Regions from separate parts of the Ovis aries genome. Here region 2 is linked to region 1. A link is a contact called in public Hi-C data. All regions are on one chromosome and are shown on one strand. Each heading gives the region's core, a stretch centred on a gene start, on an enhancer-like site or on the middle of the called end of the contact. The rest is flanking DNA. Distances are from core to core; before and after follow the strand shown.

The links. A called contact is a pair of places that touch in the nucleus more often than the background predicts.
Region 2: a contact with region 1 is called in a Hi-C map of liver, with 4 times the contacts expected there. The contact joins two enhancer-like sites. A contact is called at or near these places in 4 of 16 Hi-C or Micro-C datasets (blood and liver).

What each region holds. Positions count from the first base shown.
Region 1 is chr13:77,765,119-77,772,112 of ARS-UI_Ramb_v3.0, reverse strand. It overlaps B4GALT5 (beta-1,4-galactosyltransferase 5), which reads left to right. Exons shown (of 9, transcript XM_012189329.4): 7 at 555-677; 8 at 4,478-4,579; 9 at 5,472-6,994. The coding sequence ends at 5,619. Among named protein-coding and RNA genes, the nearest start is that of B4GALT5, 70 kb to the left of the region's middle. Within about 2 kb of position 4,537, at least 8 of the 54 cell types and tissues checked have an H3K27ac peak or open chromatin away from gene starts, as enhancers often do. A contact at or near this core is called in liver, where this site is marked.
Region 2 is chr13:77,804,998-77,811,991 of ARS-UI_Ramb_v3.0, reverse strand. All of the region lies in intron 1 of B4GALT5 (beta-1,4-galactosyltransferase 5), which reads left to right. It overlaps LOC121816247 (a long non-coding RNA gene), which reads right to left. Exons shown (of 4, transcript XR_006055743.2): 4 at 1-6,994. Among named protein-coding and RNA genes, the nearest start is that of B4GALT5, 30 kb to the left of the region's middle. Within about 2 kb of position 3,186, at least 13 of the 54 cell types and tissues checked have an H3K27ac peak or open chromatin away from gene starts, as enhancers often do. A contact at or near this core is called in liver, where this site is marked.

The sequences.
Region 1 (6,994 bases), core at 3,288-5,787:
GACTGACTGCTGATGATGGGCACAAGGCTCCTAGGGTGGGGGAGGGGCGGTGATGAAATTGATTAACACTGATTGTGGCCATGGTTGCAAATCTCCATGAATATATATTAAAAAAAGCCATTGAATTTTACACCTTAAATAAGTAAATTAGGGACTCCATGCCCCCAATGTGGGGGACCAAGGTTTGATCCCTGGTCAGGAGACTAGATCCCACATACTTCAACAAAGATCAAAGACCCCACCTGCTACACTCAGACCAAACCAATCAATCAGTAAATATTTTTTTAAAATAATAAATGGGTAAGTTATATGGCATGTCAGTTCTGTCTCAATAAAGCTGTGATTTTAAAAAAAAATCAGTTAGAAAAGAAATTTAATTAGCTACTCGGGTTGATGCATTTGGCCCGAGGAAACCATTTCAGGTGGTTCGGGGCAGTAGCACAGATTATTGTTTTACTTAAGACTTAGTTCTCCCATGAGATGGCCTGTTCTACGGGGGAAAAAGAGAACACCCTTTCATGCACGGATAATTGATGCCATACATCTCCTTTTAGGCTTCCTTATACTGAGTTCTTTGGCGGAGTGAGCGGCTTAACGGTGGAACAGTTTCAGAAGATCAATGGCTTTCCTAATGCGTTCTGGGGGTGGGGTGGAGAAGATGACGACCTGTGGAACAGGTATTGCCCTTCTGATGTCTTCTAGAAACACTCCCTTAGGCTCTCCAGACTAGCACTATCTAGTAGGAATATGACGCATTCAGTTCAGTTCAGTTGCTCAGTCATGTCCGACTCTTTGAGACCCCATGAATCTCAGCACGTCAGGCCTCCCTGTCCATCACCAACTCCCGGAGTTCACTCAAACTCAGTCCATCAAGTCGGTGATGCCATCCAGCCATCTCATCCTCTGTCGTCCCCTTCTCCTCCTGCCCCCAATCCCTCCCAGCATCAGAGTCTTTTCCAATGAGTCAACTCTTTTCATGAGGTGGCCAAAGTACTGGAGTTTCAGCTTTAGCATCATTCCTTCCAAAGAACACCCAGGGCTGATGTCGTTTAGAATGGACTGGTTGGATCTCCTTGCAGTCCAAGGGACTCTCAAGAATCTTCTCCAACACAACAGTTCAAAAGCATCAATTCTTCAACGCTTAGCTTTCTTCACAGTCCAACTCTCGCATCCATACATGAGCACTGGAAAAACCATAGCCTTGACTAGACGGACCTTTGTTGGCAAAGTAATGTCTCTGCTTTTCAATATGCTATCTAGGTTGGTCATAACTTTTCTTCCAAGGAGTGTCTTTTAATTTCATGGCTGCAGTCACCATCTGCAGTGATTTTGGAGCCCAAAAAAATAGTGTCTGACACTGTTTCCACTGTTCCCCCATCTATTTGCCATGAAGTGATGGGACCAGATGTCATGATCTTCGTTTTCTGAATGTTGAGCTTTAAGCCAACTTTATCACTCTCTCTTTCACTTTCATCAAGAGGCTTTTTAGTTCCTCTTCACTTTCTGCCACAAGGGTGGTGTCATCTCCATATCTGAGGTTTATTGATATTTCTCCTGGCAATCTTGATTCCAGCTTGTGCTTCTTCCAGCCCAGTGTTTCTCATGATGTACTCTGCATAGAAGTTAAATAAGCAGGGTGACAATATACAGCCTTGATGTACTGCTTTTCCTATTTGGAACCAGTCTGTTGTTCCATGTCCAGTTCTAACTGTTGCTTCCTGACCTGCATATAGGTTTCTCAAGAGGCAGGTCAGGTGGTCTGGTATTCCCATGTATTTAATTTTCAATGTTCTAGTAGCTCCATTTAGAAAGATTTTAAAAAGGAAAAAGGTGAAATTAAGTTTTTATATTAATAAAAATATTTTAACAATTATACTTACCACAGTATATCCAAAACAATACCATTTTAACATGCAATCCTATAAAATTTATTTTAATATAAAATATTAATGAGATATTCTACATTCATTTTTTTCTTACTAAATCTTAGAAATCTGGTGTGTACTTTACATGCATAGCCCATTGCACTGAAACCTTCCCAAACCAGAGGTCAGATATGAGTTATATTTACACAGATTTATCCTTGCCATCAGGTAAGGCTCATATTTTAAGTCTGTAGGAACAATCTCATGTGTGAGTAGTGTCAAATAGTATTTTTGTACAGTAAGTGAATAATAGGGGCTTCCCTGGTGGCTCAGCAATAAAGAATCCACCTGCCAGTGCAGGAGATGCTGGTTCAGTCCATGGGTCGGGAAGATCCCCTGGAGAAGGAAAAGGCAACCCACTCCAGTGTTCTCGCCTGGGAAATCCCATAAACAGAGGAGCCTGACGGGCTACAGTCCATGGGGTCACAAAGAGCTGGACACAGCGGAGCCACTAAACAGCAGCCCAGCAACTATGCCATTTTTACATAAGGGATTTGGGTATCCTCAGATTTTAGTAACTGCAGGGAGGGTGCTGGAACCAGTCCCCCCACGTGGAGACTGAGGAACGACTATATATCACAATGAGAGTATAATTTGGATTCAGAGGAGGCTGGTAAAAATTCAGATAATATAGAAGTGTATAAACAAAAGGGGCTTCCCTGGTGGCTCAGTGGTGAAGAATCCACCTGCAATGCAGGAGTCGTAGGAAATGCAGGTTTGATCCCTGGGTCGAGGAGATCCCCTGGAGGAGGGCATGGCCACCCACTCCATGAACAGGAGCTTGGCAGCAGCTCCTGGACAATTCTTTCTCAGTCTGATGGGTAAAAATGGCATCTCATCCTTTTAATTTGGGTTTCTTAGGAACCTGGTGAGGATGAGCACCTTTTCTGTACTGGTTTGACTGGTTTCTGAATCTAGCTGGGCTCCCCTAGGACATCTGTTCTGCTGGCTCATCTTTTTCATAGTCCATAGGGTCGCCAAGAATTGGACACAACTGAAGTGACTTAGCATGCACGCACGCATATAAACAAAAGAGTATAAGTCCTAATCCCCATTGTTATCCTGTTTCCTTCCCAGGAAGTAGCCATTTGAACAAGCAGTTTCTTTATGGTTCTTTCTATTCATACATAAACAACCTAGACACATCCCTTCTCCCCTTCCAATCATGTCAATACAGAGAGCCATTTCATTATTATTATAATTACGTGGTATTTCCTTGTGTAGACAGATAGCAATTTATTTTTAATCCTCTCCTATTGATGAACAGTGTTGTTTAATTTTGAGCGTCTTTTGTTCACATGAGCAAATATTTCTGTAGGTTAATTTCCTGGTTGCAGAACTGCAGAGTCAAGAAGTAAATGCACTTTTAAAATTTTGATAGTTATTGTCTGATTTTCCTCCAGAAAAGATTGCAGAAGTATTGTGACCAACAGTACATAAGCGTACAAATTTTCTTACCGCACCACCTGCTTTTGGATATAAACGACCATTGAAATTTGTGCCCCATTTCACCACAGCAGCTCCTGGACAATTCTTTCTCAGTCTGATGGGTAAAAATGGCATCTCATCCTTTTAATTTGGGTTTCTTAGGAACCTGGTGAGGATGAGCACCTTTTCTGTACTGGTTTGACTGGTTTCTGAATCTAGTTGGGCTCCCCTAGGACATCTGTTCTGCTGGCTCATCTTTTTCTTTCCCCAGCTCAGCAAGGAGTCCCTCAGGCCAGGAATGTGTGACTGGTTTTCCCCAGCACCCCCACACAATTCCAGGCACACAGTAGGCATTTCATACATATTTATCAAATGAGAGGGAGAACACATCTTCACCCTGTCAGCCCTCCATATCCGTGGGTTCTGAATTTGAGGATTCAACCAGCTATGGATTGGGGGGGGGTGGGGGTGCGGAATTCCAAAAAGTTCCAAAAATCAAAACTTGGATTTGCTCCCTGCAAGCAACTATTTACATAGCATTGAGGCAGAGATGATTTAAGGTCTGCCGGAGGATTTGTGGGGGTTTTATGCAGATACTATGCCATTTTGGGCTTCCCAGGTGGCTCAGAGGGTAAAGAACCCACCTGCCAATGCAGGAGACATAAGAGACACAGGTTCCATCCCTGGGTCAGGAAGATCCCCTGGAGAAGGAAATGGCAACCCACTCCAGTACTCTTGCCTGGGAAATTCTGTGGACAGAGGAGCCTGGTGGGTTACAGTCCATGGAGTCACAAACGAGTCAGACACGGCTTAGCAACTAAACAACAAACAAGCTGACCCAGAGGGGGCATGTGTACACCTGTCTGCAGGGGGACCCACATGGTTGTACCTGTCACTGAGACACCATGTCAAACCTACGGAATTTTTAATTTCTCTTTTTTTTTCCAAAACTTTTCATATTGTAGACTTTTCTAAAACCATGAACTTATCCAGAGGGAAAGTGACTTGAATATATAGATGCAAAAGAAGCACTGTTGTTCAACTTGGCGTTCCTCAGCCTTGGGATAGGTTTGGTCTCACCTGTCAGACTTGATCATTTTACCCATCTTCTTTGTCTTGGACAGAGTCCAGAATGCAGGCTATTCTGTGAGTCGGCCGGAAGGTGACACAGGGAAGTACAAGTCCATTCCTCATCACCATCGAGGAGAGGTCCAGTTTCTTGGAAGGTTGGTGCAGTTTTTTTTATTCCTCATACAAAAGTCCTATATTTCCAGGGTCCTCAAGCATTGCAGTCCCTGGGCTTGCTCCTCACCCCTTCCAAGGTCTTGTTCAGACAGCTGTGTAAGAGTTCCTGTTTATCACTCACTTTAAGTGTGAGGCAGGTGTTTGGGGGCAAAATGATACTATTGGTGAAAAATGTGATTATAAGATCTTTTCAGGAAATCACTCCTCCTCCTCCTTAAGCTTTGTAGTTGTCTGCGCTGTAGCCTTCAGGGAGTTGGAGAAAAACCCTTTCGGGTCAAAGTCTATGTAAACTCACGCTCATGTGACAGAGTTTGGCACCCTCTCTGCGAGCTCGGTTCTGGAAGGGTGTCCCTGAGCCTCTGTGTGGCTGCAGCTGCTTTATCACCCTGTACCAACCTTCAGTGAAACAAACTCCAGGTCAGGCTGAGCAGAGGCGAGTGGATGGCGTGCCTCTCCAGGTCCTTGGGAGTGGCTCTTTCTGTCTTTCGTTAATTGTTGGGAGGACTGTCTTCACGACAGTCGATCCAACTGCATGAACTGTTTTCCTGGGGAGTAAGAGGGCACTGAATACAGATGGAACTTTCTCGTCCCCCCATTTAACATCTTACCTCCGCTTCCCCACTCAGGGATCTCGGGCGAGCCAGTTAGGATTGTGAACCTCGGTTTCCTCCTCTGCCGAGGGGCAGGCGCGTTAAATGAAGTCCAACGGCTCGCGTGAAATAGGAGGTGTTTCCAGTTCTGATAATGGCGCGCAGCCTGGAGGAGCCTAACGGCTGATGCCCCGCCCTGCGGGGCCGGGCAGGAGCGTGGTCTCCCCGGGTTGTGCTGCTCGGCCCCTCGCTCAGAGCCGCCCCCTGTGTTCCTGCTTCACAGGTACGCTCTGCTGAGGAAGTCCAAGGAGCGGCAAGCGGTGGACGGCCTCAACAACTTGAACTACTTCGCGAACGTCACGTACGACGCCTTGTATAAAAACATTACCGTCAACTTGACACCCGAGCTGGCTCAGGTGACTGAGTACTGAGCGGAGGGGGGAACAGTCATTGGCTTCCCCCACCGCCCCCAGGACAGCAGCCCAGGACGCGTCTCGGGGGGGGGGCGCTCCCCAGGGGAAGAGAACAGGAAACCCAGCGCCTCCTGAAGGATCACAGGGTTCAAGGAAAAAAAAATGTGAACAGAGCACACGCACAAAAACGCCTTCCCCGTCCGGACCCGCCGGGGTAGAGGGAGGCGGCCGGGAACTGACCTGCCCTTTTCACAAGACCGACGTCTGTCCTGCTGCCCTCCTCCCCGGCCTCCCGCCCCGTCGTCGCCCTGTCTCCGCCACGGGCCTCCGCAACCGGAACCGGAACCGGAAGCGCCCCGGAGCCTCTCCCCCTGCGAGAACGGCCTGGGCGGCAGCTTGGCCTCCAGAGCAGAGAGGCAGACCCGCCGCAGGGCAGCTGTGTTTTAGGAAGAGCAAAAGGAAACTCCACACAACCATCCTTCTACATCTCTGGTGTCCCCTCTCTTTCTCTTTTTTCTAAATTACCTGCTTTGGGTGGGGATTGAGGGTGGAAGGGGAGGGCTTGGGGAAGAGAAATAGACATGCAACAATCACTTCTTGAAGAAGTATAATTGTAAATAAGCCATGTAAAATGCTTTTTTTTTTTTTAAATTTAATTTTCTAGCCGGCTCCAACTCAAACCAAGGGTTTATACATCAGATCCTGTATTGGTTTGGCAGACGCAGGAACTCGGCTAAAAGGGAACGACAGCATCTCCCCGGTTGCTGTCATTGTGGAAAGGAGTGGATATAGAGCGTGTCATGGCAGAACGAAACAGTCCAGTCATTATTGCCAGTGGCCAACTTCTGCCTCACCTCCCGTCCCCTTTTCCAAAAGCGTTGCTCTTGACTTTGGCTTTGGTTTTCTCTTCCCTGTTGGGCAGTCCTTCCCGGTCCCAGCCTTGTGCTGAACAGGAAGCTGTGGATAGTGCTGTCCTGCCTGAAGCAAACCCTTCAGGTGGGCCCACTGCACACTGCTGGCTGTCTCGCCTTGGTGTCTCATCCTTTCCTCGGCATCAGGAGAGAGTGGGGTGTTGGTTTTTCCTTCTTTCTGATTCTCTCTCTTTCTTTCGCTTGCTCTTGTGGACCGTGGCCACAGTTTCTGAAATCTGTGCCTAAATTACCAACCAACTTCAATGATTCCGCTGAATATTCCCCTTTTTGGTTTCTGGAAAGGTGGGGTTTTTGTTTTTGTTTTTTTCCCTTCGGTCAACATTATTAACTAGTATTGGGTTGACCAAAAAGCTCACTTGGGTCATTCTGTACCATAGTACGGGAAAACCCAAATGAACTTCTTGGCCAGCCCGATATATAGAATCATGAGCAACCGAATGATGTGGAACTTAGCCAGGGAG
Region 2 (6,994 bases), core at 1,937-4,436, 41 kb before region 1:
TCCAGTACTCTTGCCTGGAAAATCCCATGGATGGAGGAGCCTGGTAAGCTGCCGTCCATGTGGTCGCTAAGAGTCAGACATGACTGAACGACTTCACTTTCACTTTTCACTTTCATGCATTGGAGAAGGAAATGGCAACCCACTCCAGTGTTCTTGCCTGGAGAATCCCAGGGATGGGGGAGCCTGGTGGGCTGCCATCTATAGGGTCGCACAGAGTCAGACACGACTGAAGCAACTTAGCAGCAGCAGCAGAGAAGGCTCACTTCATTTGCTAGGCAAAGCGGATGGGAGCTGATCCCATTATCCTGCCAGTCCGGAGCTGACCACAGCCAGGGTGGGGTTTACTTCTGCTCACCTGCTCTTAGGTCGTAGCCCTGCAGGAGTTCCAGCTGAGAATCTTGGCTGTATAGCAGGGCCCATCCTCCGCAATGTGCCCTGAACTTTGATCTTTGAATCCTCAGCACAGGAGATGGATAAAAACCCAGCTGTGCTCTTCGGAGGCTTTCTCCTCTCTTAGCCTCCAGACCTGTGCACCTTTGGGATTCTACTGTGCAAATCTCTTGAAGGGAAAGCTGGTGCAGTCCTTTTCACTGGGATCCTGGCCCCTTAAGACTCGATCCTTTAGATCTGAGATAACAGCCAGGAGCTCTGCTGATTCCTCTGCCTCTTCGTGGTGTCTTGGGTCCTTTGCCCAGACTGTCTGCCTCCTTTTTCAGCCTTGTTCTTGGTACCCAGAATTGGCAAATACCCTGAAGAACAAACCAACTGCAGTGTGTTGGCTCACACTGCCAAGGGATTCTCCCCTTTCCAGGATTTTGTCTCCTTGAATCCTGGCTACCTCAGGAACTCTGTGAAGTTTTCAACTTTTTTTCTTTTTACCCTTCTAGCTGTTCTCCGAGGAATCCCTGGTCTGAAGTAGCTACTTAGTAATAGTTGGAAGCAGACACTGGTTTATATAAATCTTGCTCAAGTGTTTTTTCTTTATTTTGTAGAAAAGATGGTATTAGTCTTTGCTCCATTTAAGGAAGACATGTCCATTTCAAAGGGAATTCAAAAGAAATATGACCTGTTGATTAATCTAAAACTGAATATATAAGTAAGTTATCATCACTAGTGTGCTTTTTGTCTAACAGTGTTAATGGTTAATTTAAAAGTGTTTTATTTCAGTTGCTAAGTCATGTCTGGCTCTTTGTGACCCCATGGACTGGAGCATGCCAGCCCCTTCTGTCCTTTTCCCAGAGTTTGCTCAGATTCACGCCCATTGAGTCAGTGATGCTCTTTAACCATCTCATCCTCTGCTGCTGACTTCTCCTTTTGCCCTCAGTCTTTCCCAGCAGCAGGGTGTTTTCCATGAGTCAGCTCTTACTAGGTGGCCAAAGTACTGGAGCTTCAGTATCAGACCTTCCAATGAATATTCAGGTTGATTTCCTTTAGGATTGACCAGTTTGATCTCCTTGCAGTCCAAGGGAGTCTCAAGAGTCTAATCCAGCACCACAATTCAAAAGCGTCAGTTCTTTGGTGCTCAGCCTTCTTTAGGATCCAACTCTCACATCTCTACATGACTGCTGGAAAAACCATAGCTTTGACTATGAAAAAAGAAAATAAGTGTTTTATAACACTTATAAGTGTTAGTCTTAGGCACAGACAAGTTAAATGGTTTATCTAAAGCAGAGCTTCTCAGTACCTGCACCAGTGACATACTGGGTTGGGTAATTCTTCGTTGCTGGGGGCTGTTCTGTGCAGTGTGGAATGTATAGCAGCATCTCTGGCCTTTTACTTAGTAAGATCCCCTAGCAACCACCTCCCGCAGCTGTGACAACCCAGAATGTCTCCAGATGCTGCCAGGTGTCCCCTGGGGAGCAAAGTCACTCCTGGTTGAAAGCCACTGGTCTAAGAGGAGGGTGGAGTTGTCCTAATTAGATGTTTTGCCAGAGAAGTGGAATTGAATTTTGATTTACTGGAGTTATTGTCTTCTACCATTGAACTGTTTTCCAGCTGCATTCTTGCCTGATCATTCAGTGGTAGACCCTGGGGCCCTTAAATGGTTATAGGAAGAAATAGGTTCAAGAGGGAAGGGGGTATAAGTGTACTTAACGGCTGGTTTAGACCCTGGTATGGCAGAAACCAGCACAACATTGTAAAGCGATTATCCTCCAATTAAAAATGAATATAAAAAATAAGAACATCCACCTAAAAAAGAAAAAGAATATATAGATTTTATCACCCTTGGCTTGCCTGTTGTGAATTGGGAGCATAGGTCACTCTTGAAGACAGACCCTTGCCTTTGGAGGTGAGGGTAAGGGGTCCAGCCTGTGTGTGGCTTCCCCTTGGGCGTCTGCAGAACAGTACTGTGGCCGTCTGTTTTCACTGTGATCTCACACGTGGCCAGTCTAAGCGGACAGGAGCAAATTAACCCAGAGGAGTCTGCTCAGAATGTAAACAAGCTCTTTGGAATCTAAGGGACAAAGGGCACAAAGAGATCAGAATTAGGGCTGAAACTAAGGGTTAAAAGTAACAAGACAGCTTAGAAGAATAGTGAGCTGGAGTGGACTTTGTGACACTGGCAAAAATGACTTAAGCTTTTTGCTACTTCTTTCTCTTACTCTGCAGACACTTTCCTGTTTTCCAGTTCATTCTGCTTTGATGCCAAGGCTCTTCATGGCTTTTTTTCTGGTACTCCCTGCCCATCGAGCCTCTTAGGTGCTGAGTCAGAGAAGATTGTTACAGCAGCAGCTCAGCGCCTCGGAGAGAAGTCCCGAGGCAGTGCTCAAAGGCTGCCCTCTTTCCTGCAAGCATATCCTGTAGCAGCTCTCACCTTAATTACTCTAAACCTCCTGTTCAGAGGTTGCTCTTTTCTTTCTCTTAAAGGCTTTCAAAACTATCCAGAAATGTCTATGACAGAAGGTTTTTGAGAGCTCTTAAAGAAGTGGGTCTGAAAAAGGAAAAAAAAGTAGTTCTGAATGTTAATGTGAACTGCATTTGATTCCTGGGACAGTGCTGTCCTTTATTTCAGTACTTTTCTAGCTGTTGCCTGGATATGTCGATCCTGAGTTCCCTAATATCTGTCTTGTACTATTTAAAATGATATTTTCACCTTACCTTTTTGATAGGCAGCTGCTAGGAGTCAGACAGACGTAAAAGAACGGGACAAGTAATTAATTGCCTGGGGAGCACCCGGGTGCAGGCTTGGAGCCAACATTTTCCTCCCTGCCCTTTGCCAGCCCACGGCCTTCTGGATGGCCACTCAGAGCCTGACCTTTGAGAGCCCAGCCACTGCTGTGCCTGCGGTTGTCAAAGGCAGGTCTGTCTGGGCCACAGTTTTATTTCTGGTCGGTTAGGAAGTAGCTGTGTTGGGATGGGCTCTGCGAACAGAGAAATTGTGGACGCCGCGGGGTTTGTGGTGCAGGTGGAGGGGAGAGCAAGTGCACACCTGCTGCCGCTCCTGGCGCAGGTGGTCACGTGGGGAAGGGGTGGCGAGGTCTTGGACACGCCCTGCAGCCTCTTTCTCAAGTCAGCCTTTAAACCACGACACATCTGAACAGACACATCGGAACAAACTCGTTAAGTCAGTTTATTGACCCGCTGCAGTGCGCTTAAGTGCTGGCTTTCCCAGAATGATCATCTTCTTTGTTACCCTGGGTTTTAAAGGCAGCTTAGAAGTTATTTACCTCTCTTCACAATCAGAAATAACAATATGGATAAAAAGAATACTCGAGTGGAAACTCACAAATATCATCACAGTTTTTTTTTCTGGAAGATTATCCTAAAACAAAAGGCTTACGAAAGTAACAATTGGGACTCATACGGAAGGCCCACTCCGTTCTAGTCGCTAACTTTGGAGTCTGAGATTTATTCTTTCCATCCTTCAGCAGGCCTATGAGATGCTCAGTCTTGAGCTGCAGACCACACGGCCGAGTGGGGTCCAAACTCAGCCATTGGTCTTAGCTGAATGGAAGGCTGATCTACCCCACTTTGCTTCCTCTCTGTTCACAGAGAAAGGGGATAGCGTTATTTGAACAAGTGGCTCTTCAGTGTGTCATTTAAGTCTACACGGAAGCCTTGATTGCTTTCTGTTACAGCACTGATAATATTGCGCAGCACATCATTAATTTGCACGCTCATGTTCTTGGTGTTGTATGTGGCCTCCAACAGTTCAGGCACCAATTTTTTTTTTAATTAAAAGAAATTTTAAGCTAGCGTGTGAGTGCTAACCATACCCACAGTCCTGCTCTTTGAGCTTTGTGGGTGCTACTCCTCTTCCTTACCTGATGAGGTAGGTGTTATTTCCTTCATTTTACAGGCAAGGAAATTGAGGTACAGAGAGTCTAGGTAACTTGACCATGGTTCTTTTTTTTAAAATGGTTAATTTTATTTTTGGCTGTGCGGGGCCTTCACTGCAGTGCTCCGGGCTCTTGTTTCAGTGTGCAGACTTCTCTTGTCAGGGGTCACTGGCTCCAGGGTTCTCCGGCTTCAGTGCCTGTGGCTCATGGGCTGAGTTGCCCACAGCATGTGGGATCTTCCTGGACCAGGAATCGAACCTGTGTCCTTTGCACTGGCAGGCAGATTCTTAACCACTGGACCACCAAGGAAGTCCTTGATTAAAGTCAGCACTCAAGCCCAGGTTGTCTTATTCTGGAGGCCAGGCTCTTAAATGCTAAGATCTAGTCCCATTTTAATGTATTTGGATCCCCATTGCTTTGTAGTAGAAGCTTAAATATTGATGAGTGGTTAGATTAAAAAGTTAATGAATATAAAAGCAACTCCTTGGAGGCTGGGCACAATGAAATTCTGATTTTAGAACGTATTTTCCTTTTTCAGGTAGATGAGAGGGTATAAATGCTGGTAAGGACTGGACAGGCCCTGGTGAGGATTAGAGTCAATTTAGAAGATGTGTTTTGTTGAAAGGGGAGATAGCCAATAGGCTACGCAGCACGGAAATTTCAAGAGAATCTAGAAATCTGGATTGAATAATAGTAATAGCAAATATTTAAATAAATCTAGTGCTTATTATGTTCTAGGCTTTATTCTTAGTATGTGACAAATGTTAACTCATTTAATCCTAAATGAGATAGGAGTATTGTTATCATCATTTTATAGATGAAGAAACTGAGGCACAGAACAGTTTTGTGGTTTTTTTTGCTCAAGGTCATTTAGCTGACTGGGAATTATCCCTAGGTAGTTCTCTTCCGAAATTGTTACTTTTAACCACTAAACTGTCTGGCAGTTAAATCACCTTTGAAAGTGAAAGGAAAACCAGAAGACATCTGATCAGCCAGACAATACATCTATGTGTAGATAATTTGCAGCTTCTCATCTGAACCTTAGCTTTTTGTGAGATGAAAACAATTTATTTCTAAGATAACTGCTTTCCTTAATCATTCTTAGTTGGCAATTTTTATCTGTTGTATACAAACTTACTTCTAAGTCATTCCACGTATGCTGCTGCTGCTAAGTCACTTCAGTCATGTCCGACTCTGTGTGACCCCATAGATGGCAGCCCACCAGGCTCCCCCGTCCCTGGGTTTCTCCAGGCAAGAACACTGGAGTGGGTTGCCATTTCCTTCCCCAATGCATGAAAGTGAAAAGTGAAAGTGAAGTTGCTCAGTCGTGTCCGACTCTTAGCGACCCCATGGACTGCAGCCTACCAGGCTCCTCTGTCCATGGGATTTTCCAGGCAAGAGTACTGGAGTGGGGTGCCACATTGCCTTCTCCGTTTCACGTATGCCAGTGTTGTTAAATATCAAAACTGTTCGTTAAACCCTCTACCTGTAGGGCTGGTTTGCTACTTGATAAATTCAAAACCTAGAGTTCTTACAGATTTCAGGTTTCCTTGGTATATTTAATAGTGGGGGAAAAAAGTTACCATCTTTCTGACATTTTTAACTTTACTTGCAGGATGCATTTTTCTTCTTTAAAATATTGCTTTTAAAAACTAGAGTTGCCAATTTCGTTAGCACAGGGTTGGTTGATTTTTTGTTAGGTTTTTGTTTTGGGCAAACATCATTTCTTTAATCTTCTTTAAAACAGGATTTTTCTTCCTCTAGTTCTGGTCATCTCAGCTAAAAGGGTGATAATGAAAAGCAATGTTAATGGGCTATTGGAATAGAATAATCAGAAATGTATAAGATGTTGATTTTTGAAGTTTAAAAATTGTTTAATAGGATATGAATAAATTGGAGATTTACAGCTTAAAACAGGTTTTGAATTGTGCACACATATGGTATTTATCACTTAATTGAAACTCTAGGCTGGTGTTTTGATTATTTTAATTGAGAAATTTAGCTTTGGAAGTATTTCTCTCTATTTGAAATGTGTTAGAAGCCAATATTGTGTTTCAGATTCTTTTAAAGTATGGATCCTAATTTCCCCCCATCTCTTTTGTTAATTATTTGATTTTTACCCCCAACGATTAGAACAGAAATCTTGAATTTGGCCATAGGCTAACAAACTGTACCAAACCTACTCTTTGAACCATATTTAACAAAATCTTTATTGGGTTGCTACGGTATGCTAGGCTGTTGTAAACATTGGGATAATGAGCAAAACATAACCAAAAAAAAAAATCTCTGCCCTCATGGAGCTGATGTTCTAATGTGTACCGGTCAAATCAGACAAAAAAGAGAAAATCATGAGTCATATTAGATGATTAGTGATATGGAGAAAGATAACTGGTGGGGGGAAGGCGTGGATATATGAGGGTTTTTTGAGGCAGGGGAGGATTGCCATTTGAAATGAAGTCTGGTTCAGGCAGGTCCTGCCTGAGTTGGATGAGTAAGCCACATGGTTGTCTGCCGCAGAGCAGCCCCACCAGAGAGCCACCTGGGCAGGGCTTCAAGGGGTCAGCTTGCCTGGTACCCTTGAAACAGCAAGGAAGCCGCCGTGGCTGGTGCAGAGCGAGTGAGGCAGAGAGTGAAAAGATGCTGGCAGAAGGGTGAGGATGAGATGCAGATCTTTGCGAGCCGGGATGGGCCGGCTGACTCAGTGAAGGGCCAGG